Regions from separate parts of the Muntiacus reevesi genome. Here region 1 is linked to region 2. A link is a contact called in public Hi-C data. All regions are on one chromosome and are shown on one strand. The core of a region is the stretch at or near the end of the contact, and the rest is flanking DNA. Distances in the headings are between cores, read along the strand shown.

Evidence for each region. Hi-C and Micro-C count contacts between places; a contact is called where the count stands out from the background.
Region 1: a Hi-C map of muscle shows a contact between it and region 2, with 6 times the contacts expected there. The contact joins the promoter of SLC25A15 here to the promoter of VPS36 in region 2. A contact is called at or near these places in 2 of 3 Hi-C or Micro-C datasets (blood and muscle).

Annotation. Positions count from the first base shown.
Region 1 is chr11:20,300,030-20,306,206 of mMunRee1.1, forward strand. SLC25A15 (solute carrier family 25 member 15) reads right to left here and starts at 1,965. Exons shown (of 7, transcript XM_065901941.1): 1 at 1,751-1,965.
Region 2 is chr11:20,108,205-20,114,130 of mMunRee1.1, forward strand. VPS36 (vacuolar protein sorting 36 homolog) reads left to right here and starts at 2,276. Exons shown (of 14, transcript XM_065901885.1): 1 at 2,276-3,089. The coding sequence starts at 2,748.

The DNA of each region.
Region 1 (6,177 bases), core at 715-3,214, 190 kb after region 2:
ACTGCTGCCATGGCAAGGACTTAAATAAATATTGACTAGAAAAGAGGAGGTGGTTCTTTAACAGAATATTCTTTCGTGTGAATAACAAGGAACACTTTTTAACCATCACACCTAAGACATCACACCCGGTCAGGCCACCTCTCAGAGGGGGTGGGTGGGCTGGATGCTCTGTGAATACCAACATCACTCTAATCACTAGTAGAAAATAATTTTAGCCTCCAAGAAGTTTTTCAGCCACTTAAAGTATGTTGTCAATGACCAGACACCAAGAATCTCGCTTTAAAAAAAAGTTTTAAAACTAGCAACAACAAAAGTACAGCACTTTATAAAGCAATTAACTCAGACATAAAAACCACCAACTTTATGTTACCTATAGGTCTGGAAGGGCAGTGCCAATTACTAATGTTGATAAGACGGGGACCATCCAGTATGGAGAGAAGGATATCAGGGTCCTAATCCAATCTCCTCCTTTTCCAAATGGAAAAACTGAAGCCAGAGGACGGCAACAGCTCATCCAAGGTCACACAAGTCTGCGCAAACAGCATTCAACCCAAGTCTTGCCTTTTGGGTCTGTGCTTATCGACCAATAATTAATTCCAGAGGATTCCCACCTGGTCAAAAGGAGAAAACAAAGCACTCCACCCTGCATTTTAGAGGGAAAAGGAGCCACAGATGGGGCGCATCCAAAGGGGTTCATTTGCGGGGGTGGGGTGGGCAGGAGGGTACATTTCTCCCTTAGAAAGAAAGGGGCATAGCAGATGGCACTATGTCATCAACGCGAATTTAACCCTTTTAGGCAAGTCAGACTTAAACACATCAACTCCTGCACATAACTACTTATAGAATTATTAGGACTGTTAACAGTGATGGGAACTGAGATTAACTCAGAAGATATGAGCAACTGTTTCAAACTATGCGTGACTTTGGTTTGAGGAAGACATATGGTTTGAGGGCGGCAGGACTGATCAACCTGAGAAACTAATTCATGAGCCTTCGGTACCAACAGAAACAGAAAAACTGAACCTTGCGGGCGTCCCTTTATCCTTCTTTCTACACTTGAAACTACACCGGAGTCCCACTCCAGAAGACCATGTACATTTCCCATTCCTCGGGGAAATTTGTTTCTCGTGCGGGAGAATCCGAGGACCCCCGCCTTCCCCCACCAGATCACAGCTTAGGGAAGATTCCAGCTTCAGGCCGAAGCTGGGGTGGCGGGAGGCCGCCTGCCATCAGAGCGCCCAGAGAGGGGCGCCCCACGGGCGCAAGGATGCAAACCAGTCTCGCCACTTAGCAGCCGAGAGACCGGAGCCCCGGCTTCAGGGGCTCGGGATCCCGGTCCGCCCAAAGGGGTAGCTTAGGGAGACGACTTCCAACTTCTTCCCGACTCTAAACGCCCGCTGACTCTGCCCAGCAACCAGCCCGAGCCTCCCATTCATACGCGCCTCCGCCCTGCCCGGCGCCGCGCGGAGCCAGGAGGCTGGGTGACACGACTAGGAGGGCAAAGGAGGACAAGCTTTCCCGGGCGGTGACCGCGGCGCGCAGGAGGCCGCGGGGCCCGAGGGTCTACGGGGAAGTCCAGGGCCGAGCGCGGGAAAGGGGCGCCCGCGGGATCCCCGGGCACGTGGGCGGCGCGTGTGGGCCCGGGGACTCCGGATCCCCGCCGCCCGGGAAGGTCACGCCGCCCGGGCGCCGAGGCCCGCCCGCTCCCCGCTCCCTCCCGGCCGGTTCCCAGCAGCCGCGAGCGCCTGACCGGGCTGCGCTCACCACCGCGTCCTGCTCGCGCTCCGCCGCCCGCTCTCGGCTCTGGATCGGCGGCGGGGGTGGCCGCTTAACACCCACGTCGGCCGCAGCCCAGCCCTCCAGCCCCGCCTCCCGCGCCCGACTGCCGCCGGCGGGCGGCCCCCGGGGCTCCGGAGCGCCCCTGCGGCCGGGGCGGGCGGCGTGGGCGGCGCGGGCCCGGGGCTGCAGCGCCTCCCGCCCGCCGGCCAGGGAAGCGGAAGTCGGCGCGGCGCGGCGGCGCGCTCGGGCTCCGGGACCGCTGGGGGCCGCGAGCGGGAGGAGCCGGCCGGGCGGCGGGGCGGGAGGGCCGGCTGGGAGCTCGGGCCTCCACGTCGCTTTGCTGCCGGCTCGGTTCCCGGAGGTCCGCGGTGAGCTCGTATCTAGCTCGATCTCAGGGCTGGGGCTGGGGGTACCTGGAGTTAGACCAGTGACTGAAGTCTGAAGGATGTTGACTTGGCTGGCACTCGGGGCTCAGACCTTCATTTTGTTATAATTGAGCCCCAAAGTGCTGAAATGGTAGTGATGAAAAGTACATTCGCTTATTGCCGGTAAAAACAAAACCCCAAACATTTCCCATTCCGCCTTCCACGAGGAAACCTACACCGATGACATTTGGGGAAAGCACACCCACCAATGAAAACTTAACTCTTGTCTTTTTAAAGAATAGTTTCCAATGGGTATCTCAGACAGTAAAGAATCCGCCTGCAATGAAGGGGACCTGGGTTCCATCCCTAGGTTGGGAAGATCCCCTGGAGGAGGGCATGGCAACCCACTCCAATGTTCTTGTCTGGAGAATTCCATGGACAGAGGAGCCTGGCCGGGTACAGTCCATGGGGTCGAAAAGAGTCAGACACGACTGAGCGACTAAGCGCATGACTAAGCACAATGAATTATAGACTATTTGTGCACTTCTTTGGCATTTTATTAAAAAGCACAGTTCAAGGTTTCTGTTGTGCACGGGGAGTAAAGGAATTTTCTCTAGTGTCCCAGGCAAAGACTCACTCATTTGGGAGGGTGTTGATTTGTGACTCACAGCTGTTCCATTAACAGTCATGGGCTTGGTGCTTTGGTTCAGACGTCATGAATTCATTTTCCTTTTCTACACCTTGTTTTCTTCTTTAAACTGTGCTATCATTTTTCTTTTACATTTCTGCCCTGTTTGAATGTGGTGTTGGACTACTGCCAGTGTAACTTAAGTGATTTTTGGTGACTGCATCCTAAGTGTTAAGTCCCTTCAGTTGTGTCTCTTTGTGACCCCATGGACTGTAGCCCGCCAGGCTCCTCTGTCCATGGGATTCTCCAGACAAGAATACTGGAGTGGGTTGCCATTTCCTTCTCCAGGGGATCTTCCCAACCCAAGGATCGAACCCATGTCTCTTATGGGTTCTCTTATGTCTCTTATGTTGCATTGGCAGGCAGGTTCTTTACCACTAGCGCCACCTGGGAAGCCTGATTTTTTTTTTTTTTTTGGTGAGGGCCAGTGACAAATATTTGAGGTGACTTCTGTTAGGGCTTCCCAGGTGACTCAGTGGGTAAAGAATCTGCTTGCAACTCAGGAGATGGGTTCGATCCCTGGCTCCAGAAGATCCCCTGCAGGAGGAAATGGCAACCCACTCCAGTGTTCTTGCCTGGAGAATCCCATGGACAGAGGAGACTGGTGAGCTACAGTCCATGGGTTCACAAAGAGTTGGATACAACTGAGTGACTGAATACATGTCAATGCTTAAACATGAATGCCCAGCTGAATAGACCTGAGTGGGGATGGTGAGGAAGTGCTGTGAGGGTGTTAGACCTCCTGATACATGCATGGGAGCCCTTCTCAATGCAGCACAAAACCATCATCTTCTCACAGAATCAGCACTTTGGAACTCAAGCTTCCAGAGCATAATTTAATTACAGAAACAAGCGAGGGCATTTCATCGACTTGGCCAGTGACATGCAGCATAACCAGTGAGAAGAACCTTCAGTATAATGTCCTAAAGGATTGGCACTTTCTGTGGCACCTGGCCTGGTGGCTTTTGCAAACCAGAAACATGAGGCCCAAAGGAGCTAACTAGAGGCGGGCTTAGACCTCCTGTTACAGATTAAAAAGAGCTCCGGACTTGGAGCAAGGACACTCGTGTTAAAATCTCCATGACCTTCAGTGAGTCATTTAACCTTTCTAAACCTCAGCTATCACATGACAGCATCGTGGCCTTCTTTGAATCCCGCTGCTGTGGGAGCCTGCAGTAGCAATCCAGCATGGGGGGTGGGGGGGTGGGGTGGGTAGTGCTGCTTCTACTCCAGATCAGGGTCTCCTGACATTTTGTCCTGTCTTGCTTTAGCACCTTAACTCTCATCATTCTCCCCAAGGCTTTTACATTTCTTCTCTCTCTCACCTCTCCTTTACAACCCTTAGCCTCAATTCTATAAATGTAAGAAGCAATCAGGAAACTTCGGTGCATGTTTTTAACCTCTTATCTACAAAGTTGCGTTTTTGCACAAACTCTCACCTGTTTTCTTCTCCACTTGCTGTCTTGCTTACTACCGCATGGCCAGGAAAATGATGCAGGTGAAGAAACTGAGGCCTAGAGGGGTCAAGTGACTTAACTGATGTTGTGCAGTTACTAAGAGGAGAGCTGGGGCTCAGAGTTCATATTGTTAACTGCTACGCTCTACAGTAATACCTCCCAGAAGGCCTCCTCTGAAAAGCAAGAGGGTTGCAGAAACCCTTTCTCCTGGAAAGAGCTCCATAATATCTCCCTTCATAAAATTTTATTAAAAATCACCTCTTATAGTGGTGGCCCTATATGCTATCTTTGCTTTAGGAATAGAGACATATGTAGATGTAAAAAGGTTTAACGTCTCACAGGAGCTCAGAGAACAGATTGAAAAATCACCTGACTGCCAGTAAATCATAAAAGTGTTCGTCCTAAGGGCTATTCCCCAGGGACCTGTTGGCCTCTTGAGAAGAGAGTTTTGGAGTCATGCATCACTGCTCTCTGTAGAGGTTAGTCAACCCCATGGTATTTCAAATCCAGGTTCAAAACAGCAAAGAAGTCAATGCACTGACCTCTTTGCTCCAGGCATCTGTGTGCAGCACTTGGGATTGCATAATCCAGGGACATCAGTGCAGCTGGCTCTGGGGTGAGAGGGCAGGTATGACGCAGGTCAGAGGTGAGGCGACAGACAGAGTGGCTACATGGAAAAGGGAGCTTCTGCTGTTTCAACAGAATTTCACAATGTGCTGGTTAATGATACTAAAAGAAGAAATAATTTCACCACTTGAAGTCTTTGGGCCCTGATACCATGTGCATGTGTTTTAACAAAGTGTTAATTGAAGCTGCAAATAATTCAGAAATATAAATTATCTCTCATTCAAGGGTACCTTTTGTTAATGAGAAAGAAGAAAATGCTTTGATCACACAATTTTAACTCCCATTGAATATTTTTGGCTGCTGATGTAACTTTTATTGAAAACCGTGAAATTTTTTTTGAATCCGATAGAATTTGTATTTGAAATAAATATGTTTGGATTTCTGTAAGTGTGGTAAAGGAGGGTAATTTGTGTCCTGTGAAAGCATTGTTAGGGCAATGTTTTAAAGGGGGACAGTTTTTTAATTTATCTTTTCCTTGGCAGTTTTTTAATGGTATAAGCAAAAAGAAGAAAATCAGCTAAGATACATGTTTTAAGAGCCTTAGGTTTGAATTGGTAAAATATATGTTAAAAATGAAAGATAATTTATTATAGCAAAGAATGAGGAGAAATGCCCCTAAATGGTTAAACTTTAATGGGTTATCAATAAGAGGAGATACTATGCCATAATTTAAAAAATCATATTCTCATATATGTTTTAGTACATATTTGGCTACAAGTAATAGAATGTCCAGCTGTCAGTACATTTACTTTGAAAATAAAAATATTTCTAGAGATAGGAAGTTCTAGGGTTGGTTAATTTAACAGCTCAAGCATCTGGGTCCACTTCTATATTTGTCTTTTCTTTTCCTCATGATCACAAAATGGCTGCCACAGCCCTGCCTATCACATTTTCACACACAACATCCAAAGGCAGGAAGCATTCTCCCATACCAACTTTTTATCAGAGAAAAAAAATTTTCCCTGGAATCCCTCTGTCAAACTTCTCCTTATATTTCATTGGTCTGGAACTGGGCCTCATGCTACCCCAAACTTAAACATTGGGAAGAGAATGAAGTTACCGTGACTGATATAAAACAGGTTTCAGTAAACTTCTTCTGAAAAGGACCAGCTAATAAATATTGGGTCAGTCAAAAGAGTTTGTTTGGGTTTTCCAAATATTTAAAAAAGAAAGAAAGAGACAATGGCAAGCTTCAAAGAGCCCTCAGTCCAAGCAGAAGAAAAACCAAATAATTATAATTCAGGGAAGGTATGAGGCAAAG
Region 2 (5,926 bases), core at 1,026-3,525:
ACTCCCGTGGATCTTCCCGACCCAGGGATCGAACCTGAGTCTCTTGTGTTTCCTGCATTGGGAGGCAGGTTCTTTACCACTAGCGCCACGTGGGAAGCCTCAGCCATATATATACACATATTCAATAGGTTAAATTTTAATAATAGTTTTCCTAATATTGAATTGTATTTGTACTCTTTGGATAAACTGCACTTGAATTGCGCTGTCATTCTTTTACTATTCTGTTTATTTTTGCTATTAATAATATTTTAATATAAACTTTTGCATTCATACTAATGTGACTGTTTTTTAGTATAGATTCCTGTGGTATTTTTGTTGAGTTTTGGGATTAGTGTTTTTCTGGCTTCACAAACAGAATTTGGAAACTTTCCTTTTTTATGCTCTAGAAAACTTTAATTGCTAAAAGAATTATTTTTTTCTGTCCAGGTTTTAAAGAATTCACCTGTGAATCTGTTTGGACCAGAAGTGTTTTCTGGTTTTCTTTTTTTGCTAACTCTTTGATAACTTTCCCAATTTTAGGCTTTAAAAATCCTTTTCTGGGGTTAATTTGAACGTTCATGGTCTCCCAGCACAAGTTTTCACATTCATTTGCACAGGTTCTGAAAATCATCTTTTATGAGACTTGCAGATGTTCAATCCGAGTTTGTGTCACTCTTAGGGTCTCCAGTAGCTGATGCTCATGCACAGCCTGGAAAAGAAATCGATGATTTCAGAGGCAGTCCTTTCCCATGTTGAAATTTCCAAGTAGGATAAAGCATTTTGTTGTAATGAGCCAAACTGTATCTTCCAGAAACTCAGATCATATAATTTATCACTGGGAAGGGCATCAAGAAATGATCTGGACTCTGAGAATTCCCTGGCAATCCAGTGGTTAGGACTCTGTGCGGCACTGCAGGGGCAGAGGTTCGATCCCCCGTCAGGGACCTAAGATCCCACATGGTGCAAGGCAAGGCCAAAACAATAACAAAAACCAGCCTAACTCTCACGCAATCTCACTTCCCCTTCTGTTTTTGAGCAAAGAAACCAACCCATTTCTTTGCTTTTCTTGGCAGCAAAATTCCTCAAAAGGATCATCTATGCTCCCTGTCTATAAGTCCCCTCCTCTTTTTCTCATTTAAAATCAGATCATGAAGATTTTTTCTTCCACCATTCCATTGGACCACTCCTGCCAAGGCCACCAAAATGTCCACAGGAGAAAAGCCGGGATCAGTCCTCCAGCACCTGCCTCATCAGCAGAATTGTCACAGCCCAGCTTTCCTCCTCGCAGTACCCCCTCTTCTCTTGGCTTCCAGAACCCCACACCCTCCTGGTTGTCTCCCTACCTCATCAGCAAGCAGCTCCTTCTCCATCTCTTTCTCCACACCCCTTCCTCCCCTGACCTGTACGCTTTGGTGTAAATGAATATTCTGCAGCTCCTGAGCAGGAGTTGTCCACACTGTTAGCCACTCTTCAGGACAAAGATCATCTTTTGATTAAAAGGTATTGAGAAATTGTCTCAGCGGCAAGTGAAAAGAAGAAACAAGAATAGAGGGGAGGGAGGTGGGAGAGGGGTTCAGGATGTGGGGGACACATCTATACCTGTGGCTGATTAATGTTGATATATGGCCAAAACCAACACAACACTGTAATTATCCTCCAATTAGAATAAATTAATTAAAATAATAATAAATGGTCAAGTGGCAAAAAAATAACAAAAACGATAATATCTAATGTAGCCAGGGTAACTTGGCTTGGATGAAGAACAATTTGCTGGTGGTACTACATCCTGCCTCAAGAAGTTCCCAATATATAGCAGGTTTGTGAAACATGGGTTCAAACTCTTAAAAGCAGTCATCCTACTTTGGGAAGACACTCTAAGAAAATAATCCTAAAGGGGAAAATACATATCAGTTGTAGAAGTACAAATACAGGTGCTTCATTTATAATGCAAGATAGAGAAAGAAATGCCAAGGCCCAGCAGGTGGGAGTGGCAGTCAGGGACTAGTTTGCCATCCACAGGTATATTTACCTGTGGTAAATTTACCATCCACAGGTAAATTATAATAGATCTATATAGTCCTGAAATACTATCTAGAGTAAATTTGTGAAGTCTGTCTTAATACTGGAAATGTTTAAATGAAAAGGATTTTAATTGGGAAAAAAGTGGGGCACAAAATAGTACTTTTTTTCTCTTTTCTCAAAATAGTACTTACATATTGATTGAAGCTGTGTGAAAACAAATCAGGTCATAAATATTCATCTGGGAAAAAAGTTCTCAATGACAGGCTTTAATGAACACGGCAGCATGCTGGGAAGTGACAAGAAAACGGCACAAATATGCAGGAATAGTGTGCAATCAGGAAGTTCAAGCTGCGTTCTGGGCTCCCTAAAAGTCTCTTGTAATCTCTGGGTTTGTGGCTGAGGACAAAGACCCTTGAGAGTCCCTTGGACTGCAAGGATATCAAACCAGTCAATCCTAAAGGAAATCAATCCTGAATATTCATTGGAAGGACTGAAGCTGAAGCTCCAATACTTCAGCCGCCGGCTGCGAAGAGCCGACTCATTAGGAAAGACCTGATGCTGGGAGAGATTGAAGGCAGGAGGAGAAGGGGACGACAAAGGACGAGATGGTTGGATGGCATCACCGACTCGATGGAGACGAATTTGAGCAAGCTCCGGGAGATGGTGAAGGACAGGGAAGCCTGGCGTGCTGCAGTCCATGGGGTCGCAGAGTCCGACACGACTGAGCGACTCAACAAGGACAAAGGATGGGGTGGACGATCCCACCGGGACGGTGCCCGATGGACCGCCAGGGGGCGCACCAAGCACGTCTCCACGTCCCCGAGTGCCCCTGGGGCCGCGCGCGCTCCGCAGGGCTCCGGGGCCAGACAGCTGCCTCCCGCCGGCCTCCGCCCCGCCCGCCGCCAGGGGGCGCCGCAGGCTGCCCGGCGGCTCGGCTCGCCGTCCCGGAGCGCCAGCGCGGGCGAGCGGCGGAGGCCGGCCAGGCGGCGGCCATGGACCGCTTCGTGTGGACCAGCGGCCTCCTGGAGATCAACGAGACGCTGGTGATCCAGCAGCGGGGGGTGCGCATCTACGACGGCGAGGAGAAGGTAGGGCGGCGGCCGGCCGGGCCTCGCTCCGCGACCCCAGCTCCCCGGCTGGCCTCGCCGATCGGCGCCGCCCCCGCCGTCCACGCCCGCCCGGCGCCGGGCTCCGGCCCGACTCGGGAACGGCTCCCGGGGGGAGCGCGCGGGCGGCGCCCCTCTCCCAGCCCGGGGAGAGACCCCCGCTCCGGGCGGCACGGCGGACGCGGGCAAGGAACCCCGAGTCCTCGCTCCCGATCGCGGCGGCCAGGCCGGTTCCGCCTTTGTCCCGAGGCCGCCGTGTCCTGCGCTCCCGAACCGGGCGTGGCTTCGGGCGCCGGGACCTGGGGGAGCCCGGGGGACAGGGCGGTCCCGGCCGTAGCGGGAGCCGGGCGAACCGAAAGAATTTCCGAAGAGAAAAGCCCGCCTCTCCTGGGGCGCCTCGGCCAGAGGCTCTGTGTGTGTTGATTGCTCGGAGTCCGGGAGAGACGTTGGAAAGGAGGTTTGATTGTTGTGTCGCGTGATGGAACAGGCCGTGCCTGGTAATCCAAGCGTAAACCGTGAAGAGGTGTGTTTGCAGATGGCAAGGAGAAATATTACCTGTGTTTCACGGACGCGTTCACATTCACTGGAGACTACCGTCATACTACGAACGATCATCCTGTTCTGAATGAAATGTATGAGATGGAATTAGGGGGAAAAAATTTGCTCATCAGCATTTTTAGCTTCCAGAAGTTTTCCCCTGCTACCTTCTCTTTCCTTGCAGCTTCCTTAGAGAGAAACTTCCTCCTGTACTTTGGAGCTCTTTGCCAGACCCAGGCTTTTCCGGTCTGTACTGGAGAGTAGCTGGAGGCCTCCTTCCTTCCAGGGCGGGGCTTACACAGCCGCCCGAGGCACCGCTGACCTGCCTGGGGACCCCGGTGCCCCGCCTCCTGGAGGGCATTTTTGCATGTTTCCATTATTGGGTAGAGATCTTTTGTTTGTTTGGACTTAGAAAGTCTGTTTACTGGCTTCCTCCGTGGCTCAGCTGGTTAAGAATCCACCTGCCAATGCAGGAGACACGGGTTCGATCCCTGGGTCAGGGAGATTCCCCTGGAGAAGGGAATGGCAATCCACTCCAGTATTCTTGCCTGGAGGATCCCGTGGACAGAGAAGCCTGGCAGGCTACAGCCTCTGGGGTCGCAGAGGCAGACACTGGGTATGGACTAAATAACAACTCTTTTTACTGCTTCGGTACTTTTATGAACTTGATCTCAAATTGGGTTTGCATCTTTTGGTTGGCATGATTAGCTAAATGTTTTTGTTTTTGTAAACCGAGGTTCCACGTTTGGAGCTGTGGTGACTGGAAAGCTTAATCAACCTCTCCTACCTTAGGGGATTGGAACTTCCCCACACAACTAGTCTTCAAACATAGCTCCAAAGTCAACCCCCTGATGGCTGTCTTGCTTTTTCGGATCACCACAATGTTGTTCTACCTAATTCCAATATGCAAATTAGAGACATCTTGGCTAACACACAATATAACTATAATATCTTTAAAACAATAAAAAATCAAAACTATTAGTAGTTGAATATGAAAAAAACCATTGCTGAATCAGCAAATTTTAGTTTTTCCTTTATTTATTTATATTTCTGCTTGTTTTTGGGACAAGTAGATATAGGTATCCGAGGATTAAGAAAAAAGTTATGGGAAAAATTTAGTTGATGCTTTTGATTTAAGACAGTTTTTTTTTTTTTTTTTTAATAACCAATTCTTGTTACTGAAGTTTAGTTAATTTACAACGCTGTGTCAGTTTCAGGTGTGCGGCAAAGTGATTCAATTGTTTTATATATATATATATATTCTTCAGATTCTTTTCCATTACAGGTTATTTGTTGTTCACTTGCTCAGTCATGTCAGATTCTTTGTGACCTCATGGACTGCAGCATTCGAGGCCTCCCTGTCCTTCACCATCTCCCAGAGTTTGCTCAAATTCATATCCATTGAGTCGATAATGCCATCCACCCATCTCATCCTCTGTCACCCCCTTCTCCTCCTGCCCTCAATCTTTCCCAGCATCAGGGTCTTTTTCAATGAGGTTATTATGAGATATATAGTTCTCTGTGCTATACAGTAGGTCCTTGTTGTTAGTCAAGAATTCTTGACTGTTCTGCAAGCTGGGGGTGCTGCGGGAGGGGTGTACGTGTCTTGGAGTCGAAGCAGAGCTCTAAGGCACCGTGGTCCCCAGGCCGGATCTACTCAGTCACTTGCCGAGCCTTCTCGAATATCACCTGAGGCCAGACTGAGTCCCAGGGGCAGTCTTGTGTCCTGGCCTCCTCGCTCTGCTGGAAGGTGTCCAGATGGCCTGTGGCCTGAGGATTCCAGGAAGCTGCACATCAGCTTGCATATGGGAGCAGGGCCCTTTCAGAATCTCTCACTGGGCCCCTGGTCTCAGCGCTGCCCTGCAGACCTCCCAGCCTTCTCAGCTTTGCCCTCGACCCGTTCCCCCAGCCAGGGGGCGCAGGGCTAAGACCAGTGGATGCTCTCTATTCAACCATGTGTCTCCTGGCTCTTTGTGAGTGTGAAATGCATTAAAACAAGCAAACCTGGAATAAACATAGTACCTACTATGTGCCAGAAGCTTTTCATAATTTAATCCTCTCAATGGGCATATGAGGTGACTATTTTACTGAACGAGAAGAGAACTCTCAGAGGCAGCATGATTTACCTAAGATCCACGAAGTAGAGTACCAGAAGCGTGTGTGCTCAGTTCTGTCCGACTCTTTGGGAACTTATGAACTATAAGCCGCCAGGCTTCTCTGTCCATGGGATTCTCCAGGCAAGAATACTGGAGTGGGTTGCCATTCCCTTCTCCAGGGGATCT